Linked DNA regions of Gossypium arboreum: region 2 is linked to region 1. Evidence: chromatin contacts called from public Hi-C data. All regions are on one chromosome and are shown on one strand. The core of a region is the stretch at or near the end of the contact, and the rest is flanking DNA. Distances in the headings are between cores, read along the strand shown.

What was found. Hi-C and Micro-C count contacts between places; a contact is called where the count stands out from the background.
Region 2: a Hi-C map of leaf shows a contact between it and region 1, with 4 times the contacts expected there. The contact joins the promoter of LOC108465825 here to the promoter of LOC108480875 in region 1. A contact is called at or near these places in 2 of 5 Hi-C or Micro-C datasets (both in leaf).

What each region holds. Positions count from the first base shown.
Region 1 is chr8:18,579,381-18,583,499 of ASM2569848v2, reverse strand. LOC108480875 (protein MODIFYING WALL LIGNIN-2-like) reads left to right here and starts at 2,358. Exons shown (of 3, transcript XM_017784002.2): 1 at 2,358-2,844; 2 at 2,920-3,119; 3 at 3,953-4,119. The coding sequence starts at 2,740. LOC108480877 (a long non-coding RNA gene) reads right to left here. Exons shown (of 6, transcript XR_001870710.2): 6 at 3,792-4,119.
Region 2 is chr8:19,075,217-19,079,335 of ASM2569848v2, reverse strand. LOC108465825 reads right to left here and starts at 2,309. Exons shown (of 1, transcript XM_017766203.2): 1 at 1,238-2,309. The coding sequence starts at 2,062. The coding sequence ends at 1,454.

The DNA of each region.
Region 1 (4,119 bases), core at 1,109-3,608:
ACCCCCTAAAAAAATTTTCTGGCTTCGCCCCTGCCTAAACCTAGGCCTGATAACCCTAGGAAGTCATTAAGGTGGGAATCAACCTAAATTTTGTGTGGTCTATCTGTAAACACCTTAACCCTAAATCGGTCTGGACTGTGAGGTCAAGAGATAAATATTTATTGCCGACTCATTATTCTAGTAGAAGACCAGAAGATCTTCTAGGATATCAACTAGTTGATTAAATGAGAAAACCTGAAGTGACAGTTGATTATGACTACCGAAGCAAGCTAATCACCCATGACCAGATTTGATATATTTTACTTTTTGATTTCTCGTGTTTTATTTATTTCTTTATTTTCTTTTATTATTATTAATATAGTTTACCAAAACCGTTCTTTTTATTCTTCATAATATAATCCAATTAAAGTACTAATTAAATCTATTCATGTTTAGGCTCCCTTGGGTACAATCCTTACAGTACTCACCTACTCCGTTGTAACTATATTACAACCTAAATCGTACACTTGCGGATGCCGCCTTTTGTATCTTTTGTATAGGATTTCTACTCTAGATGTTAGTACGTTCAGAGGCGATTATTGGCAAAGCAATGTTAGTAACTATCCATAATTATATAATGCAATAGAATGTTATTCCAAAGGGAGTTTGCTTTTAAATTGATAAAATTATTTGTAACTCTGTGTAGGGACACATTGAGGAGAAGAAAGGGATAAATCTTTTCAAGTGGAATGATCTCTGCAAAGTTCCAAAACGTGGCAGCCTTAGCTTTAACAAGCTTGATTGTCCAAATGATGCTTTCCTCGTAAAAATTGGTTTTACTCTTATCAAGAAACCTAATTAGTTATGGGTTTAGGTTTTCAGAACCAAATATAAATTGAGGGGAAATCTACCTACATCCTTATATATGGGTAATGTGTCATGGTTATGGAAAGGAATTTGTGGTATTTGGCGTAGGATTTGTGATGGTTTTATCTAGAATGTAAGGAATGGCATGAATGTAGATTTTTATAAGGGTAATTGGGTTAAGGAATGTATCCTCTTATTGATGTTTGCACCCAACCCTTATAAATTCCTATTAAACATGTTCCTGTTAAGGATATGGTAACTCGCAATGTGATCGTATTTTCAAGACTACTAGTCTCATAGGATTTTACTCTTAAATCCGTAAACAAAAAAAAAAAAGAAAAAAACTCCATCAACTAGCTAATAATAATATAGAATTATGACAAATTGAGTAACATGTACATTCATCAGCCATGTTTGTATTTGGGCAAACTTATGGTAAATATCTTTCTATGCCTTACACTTAAATTTTCATTTAGTATTGAACACTTTAAGTATAATGAATGAATGTCGGATTTTATTGCATTTGGTTTTGAAGTAAATGATCGTTAGTGTGTGGTTTATGGGGATTTAGGTTATGGATTGTTATTTCTTATTTTTATTTAAGGTTTTTCAAGTAAAATGTTTATGCTTTAGATGAGATAAAAAGGGAAAAACGCAATGGATAAAAATGGAGAAAGGCGAGAAAGGCAATGGATAAAATGTTTATGCTTAAAATTTTAATTTTGATTAAATCATACACATTTAAAGAAATAAATTTATTAATTTATTTTATATTAAATAACTATAATTATTTATGCATGCGGTATATAAACAAAAACGATGTTATATCCATAATTGTGTTAATAATTTACAAGAATTGAATCAAATCAAATTTTATGTATAAAATTGCACAAAATCAAAGTTCAAGTATACAATTACAATTAAATTATAGTTCATATATAATTTTAATATTTATCCCTATAAAAGTATAATAAAGTTTAAGGTTTTGAAAATTTTAGTGTCATGGTTAAATTGTATTATTGTGAGTTTTTTTTTTATTCAGTCTAAATTGTATTTTATAAATTTTATATAGAATATGAAAAGATAAAAACATTCCCTACTTTAAGAAATCATTTTAATGTTTATTAATAGTTAATCAACTCAATATTATCTTAGCTAGGCTAAGAGGCCCGTTCTTAAGGCAGAGGTCCTTAATTTCCAAGGCGAGCTCCCGGATGATTTATAAATATAAAAATTTAAAATTTAAATAGAAATAATCAATTATTTAAAATAGTCTAGATTTTCAAAACGATTATTATTCTATTTACCCATCATAGTGTTTTAATTATATTAAAAATGAATTACATGTTACAGAATTTTCTTTTATTCCACGATCACTATATAATTATACTTTCTAAAATAATTTTATTAAAAATATGAGCTTAGGAATTATTATCAAATAAGATGCTATTATATATATTATCATTCATTTATTCTATTCTACTTACAATGCCCATTTAAAATAAATCAAAGTCTAACAGCCAATTCGCCATTGCAGAATATAGCAAGAAAAAGAAGGAGAAGAAAGTGCCAGTTATACTCGGTGGTAACTTAATGCTCACTCTTGAGGTGGTGGAATTTAATAAGAAAGTGTTGGTTCAGATTTCACCCATCCAAAAACTTCCCATATAATCTAAACAACTTCCAACTAGGGACAGGGACAGCGACAGAGACATGCATGGTTTCTCTCCTTACAAGCAATGTCAATGAAACAGTTGTTTGTAAGAACCCCAAGAAAGCTCGCTCCCACCCCCACCCCACCGCACAGAAACAGGAGCTGGATATTTGATCACCGCCACCACCTCTTCTCTTCACTAACTTCCAACTTCCCAACACAAAGCGGCCACCTGCGATATGGGAAAACAACCACTTGGTTGCGTCTTAATGTTCTCTGTCCTTGCCTCCCTCGGCCTTGTCTCCTTCGCCGCATGTCTGGTTGCTGAGGCAAAGAGATCCAAGGTATGTATATAAATTAATTCATTCCTTGCTATTATTAGTTGATAAGGGTTTTTAGTTGGTTTAATTCTCCAGAAGGTTGATTTGAAGTTGGATGGAAAGATGTGTTTCTTGCCTGGAAAGAGTGATGCCTTTGAACTGGGTGTGGCTGCATCAGTCTCTCTCTGCACCGCTCAAATCATAGGGAACGTACTACTCTGTGCAAGTTACTGGTGGAGTGCAAACACAAGAAAGCCTAAAAAACCAACTCTTACTGCAATTTTGCTGGCGTTTTCCTGGTAAGGTGTTGCACTGCATGTGTATTGATTATATTGATGCCACCAGTTATGTGGATTGCCTATGCCAGCCATGTTAACACAAAATTAGGCCACTACTACTACTGCTTGTACAACTGTATTTAAGTGGACCCGACCGGGGAACACCTTCTATAATTGCAATTTTAGCTACAAATGTATTTTTGACCTTTTTAAAAATTAACATTTTTTCTATTTTTTAAGGTATGTACCGGAGGAAGCCTAATAATTAATCTAAAAATTTTATTAACTTTAATCCCGGATTAGAAGGCGGCTTCTTAGACAGTATCATTTTCCTAATCATAAATGAAAAACCTTCATTTTCTTTTATTGTTTTCTTCCTTCCTTTCAATATTTCTAGAATTCCTGGTCAGCAGAAAAAGGTCCAAGTAACGAATTTTCCAATGGAGCTACAAGTGGGTTAATTTGATTGGGTAGAGTAGATCAGAATCTAGAATTTTTAAGGGTTTTTAAGGGATAGATATGAAGGAGATTGGAGACAAACTAGTTGTAGAAAATGGGTGGACAGCTGGAAATATACCCCTTTCTATATCCCACTCCCCCCAGATCAGATCATTCAACGACTGGATGCGCCTAGGAAAATATATTCTCTAAAAATAAAAAAAATCAAAGATAGCAGACACATAGTCTTGGACGTTGGTGTCTAGTGCTACTAAATAAAATAAAATAATAATTAATTACATTTGGATATGGATTTGGAGGAACATGGATTGTCTTTGCTTTTCTTTTCTTTTTAATTAAAATTTTTTAAAAAACTTGGAATAGAATCTTATATTAAAAAGAAAGAAATATTGCAGGATCAGCTTTGGAGTTGCAGCAATCCTAATAAGTGCAGCGACGAGCATGAGCAGAGCACAACCCTACGGAGAAGGATGGTTGGACGGTGAATGTTACCTAGTTAGAGACGGAGTGTACTTGAGCTCCGGGGTCTTAAGTCTACTTGCCGTCTTCACCTTGATTGGAG
Region 2 (4,119 bases), core at 1,060-3,559, 500 kb before region 1:
ACAGTGCATTCTGCTTGAAGTGTTTTTGACACTATTTTTTCAAAACTGTCTTCTCAAAATTATTTTTTCAGAAACTACTATAGAAAAAGAGCGTCCACGTGGGAGCTTTTTTTAGTAATTTTGCTGACAGTGCATCCTGTTTGAAGCGTTTTTGACATTATTTTTTTAGAACTGTCTTCTCAAAATTATTTTTTTTTCCAAAAACTACTATAGAAAAATAGCGTCCACGTGGGAGCTTTTTTCAGTACTTTTGCTAATAGTGCATCTTGCTTGAAGCGTTTTTGTCACTATTTTTTTAGAACCGTCTTCTCAAAATTAATTTTTCAGAAACTACTATAAAAAAAACAAAATCCATCTTGTCAATATAATTTTTTCAAGACTCAACCCTAAACCCTTTTACAAAAACCCTAAAACCTAAACACAAAATTATTTTAAAAAGTTCTAAACCCTAATTTAATTAATTTTCTAAAAACCCTAAACCTAATTTATTTATTTTTAAATTCCTAAACCCTAATTTATTTTTAAAATCCTTAAACCCTAAATAAATAAATTCCTAAATTATTTTAACAAAAACCTAACCTTAAACCACTAAAACCCTAAACTCATAAACCTTAGGCACTAAAATACAAATAGCTTTAACCTTAGAAAAACACAGGCTAAAGTGTGTCCTTGAAGGAGCGCTTTTGCCATGTCAGCAAAGCGCGTCCACGTCAGTGCATTTTTTGCTGACATGGAAAAAGCGCTCCCTCAAGGTCGCTCTTTCTGAAATTTCCCCTTAAAACACTTTTACGTGGACGTGTTTTTATATTTTTGGCCCATTCCGGTAAATAATAAATAAAGTGACCAATTTCCGTAAATAAAATAGGGAATGGCCTTTCTTTGTTAAATGTTCCTAAAAATGAAATTAAGTAAATTTAATTTTCAAATCTTTGATAATATATAATTTCACAATAAATCATTTGTTTTTTCTTTTAACTTTTATCATTTTTAAACTATCTATTGAATTTCTTTCTTTCTTTTTGAAGTCAAAAGGAGAGGGGCTGAGCCCTACAAAACTACAAATCAGTCAACATTGGCATTACTATAAGAAACATTACCCAGGTGGTTTACTAAGAAGTGGATGTGTAAATTTTTTGATTCAAAAATCATCGGCAACCTTGTAAACATGATTGAATCGGACTAGCCACTCTCTGTTACAAAGCTGTTAATATCATCTCTCTTCAGTCTCACATGAGGATGAACAAGAATTCCACATTGATTTTATTTGTTTTTCTGGAGTTGATTGTCTTACATATAAGCATTCAATCTAGTGTTACCTAAGAAACATACCTAATTAAACAACTTTTGTCGTTGCTTTGGTGCATGTACAGAACAGAGCATACAAAAGAAAATGGAAAGGCTTCACTATTCAATGTAGATGTATGTATATAGAACAAAAAAAAAAAGGAGGAAATTATTTGGCCTTGGAACTACAGCGCGAAGGAATGTAAGTTCCATTCAAAGGATGGAAACGCAACTGGCAGTCGAGACGACACAAGTACCTAACTGAACCCAGGCTCCCTATTCGCCATCTCACCCTGCTACTGCCTTTCAAATCGAATATAATCAAATCTTTCTTCAAACCCGCGTCCACATCCTCTGCTTGATCTGGTCTTAAGGGTATGGGTGAAGATGGCACTACATAATTAAAATCAACCGAACTGTTCTTACCTACTTCAAAGGGTGGTGCGACCAGCTGCGCTACCACTTCCCTATTCAAGCTTAGGCTGTAACTCGAATCCGAGAAGCTTGCATGCGCCTTTTCGTTCCCATTCTTGGCTCGAATTAGTATGGTTACCTGAATTTCCAGAATACCCGCATAATCAATCTGGATATGGTCAAGGTAAGCATCCATGACGCTGACGTACGGCACCCTGGGATGTATAACTAAGTATCCTATGAAGGTAACGATGCCTCCTATGATGACTGCTATGGTCAAGATGGTGCAGATGATAGCACCACACCACACCAGCGGATGGGTTGCTCGTTCCCGACTAGTTGAGAACTTTGATTTTGGGGCCATTTGGTTGGGAGTGTCTGATCATCAATCAGTGTCAACATTCGGAGGATTTTTCTTCTTTAAGTTATGGTTTTAGGAACACAATTGAAGTAATATACTGGGAGGGGTATGGATGCTCTGTTTTAGGCGTCTCAAGATTGGCAAGATATAAATTAGCTCTAATTGGCAGGGAAGTATCTTCCTTTCCTACATCTAAAGCGTGTATACTCTAATAGCAATAACCACTCTATTAAGGAATCTAAGGTCACTTTATCTCTTATAAAGTCAAAACTAAATAGCTGTAGCTCCGCCACGCAAACAAGGGCTTGCCTTTATATATCTTGACGCAGTATTGCACCATCCACATCCATCCATTTATCTAGACCACAAAACCCTCTTACTATACTTTACAATACTCTAGATTGCATTTTAATTTTTCTATTGAAAAATAAGTAAATTAGTTCTTATATATTAGATTAGTGGAAAAAATAATCCCTTCGTTTAGATTTGTTGTTTATATATAAGGTATAATAACAAATTTAACCCTCAATCTTTACACGTTTATTCAATTTGACCTCTATTTTTTTATTGAAAGTAAATTATAACTTTTGAAACTAATAAGGCTAAAAGGTCAAAAAGTATATATTTTTTCATATCAAGAATCAACCTAGACTCGTTCAAGATGCAATTTTTATTATTAATTTTATATATTTTTAGTTTTTAATGTTATTATTTTGAAATTCAGAAAATATAAAAAAAAACATATAACTTAATAGGAAAATATAAAATGCAGAATGAATTTAGATGTGGTTCTTTTAGGAATTTTATCGATTTATATATATATATATATATATATTATAAATTTCTAATTTTTATATTTATATATTTTTATAAATTTATAATTGGTTTTAGATTTATATATTATTTTTGAATAAAGGATGTAGGCATTGGCCCAAAACCATGCAAACTTAAACAAATGCAATTTGCAAAACAGAGGATCTAAATGTCTCTCGCTTTGCAAGCGTAGCTTCAAATCAGAGTAAGATACATGAAAATTGTGAAGAATACGTTCAATTTTTTTTTTAAATCTTATAAGGATCGGTATCGTTATCTTTTAATAAAATTTATATAATTTATTAAATTTTTTATAAATATTTTTAAAATTTTATGATTTTTAATAATTTTTAAATTTTAAAAGACTTAATTTTTAAATTTCTTACTAAGGCCTTTTTGATCTTTTAGTCTTATTAGTTTCAAAATTTTCTACCTTACTTTCAAGAAAAGAGTATGGGTCAAATTCAATAAATGTGTAGAGGTTGAGAGCTAATTTGTTATTATACCTTATGTATAAACACCAAATTTTGACGAATGGATTGTTTTGTCTACTAATCTAACATATAAAGACTAATTTACATATTTTTCAATAAAAGACTAAAATACAATCTAAGGTATAGTACAAAGAGTTTTATAATACTTTCACCATAGAATATATATATACACTAGTGCATGCAGGAGATTACAAAGTGTATAAATTAATTATAATCCTAAAAGTTATGAAAATCTATCAAAATTTGAATTTAATAATAAATTATTTAATAAATAAATTTGAACAATTTAATATGTATAAATGGTAATATTGATTATAATTATAAAACAATCCATGTGCTTTTAATTAATAATATTGTTAATTAGAGATGTATGAGTTTATTGTATTTAAATTAAAAGATATATTTAATTAATTTATATTTTTTATAAGGTAATTATTTGATACATGAGTGGTTAAAATTTTTATTCCATAAGCAGGGCTAAAATTTTACTACATGTCTTATTATTATTTTTAATTCTTTAAATAAAAATAACTATTTGTAAACTTTAAGTGCACTCTATTAGAATCACCATAATTTATTTGCAAAATCAAGTACTAGTATAGAATCTTAGTATTAGTATTGCATTATAATCACCGCCATTCAGATTTATAAATAGTAAAGAAGTGAACTATGTGAGTAGTATTAATATTGTATTATAATTACCACTACTCTTATTTATAAATAGTGAAGAAGTGAGCTATCTAGTCAATGTGA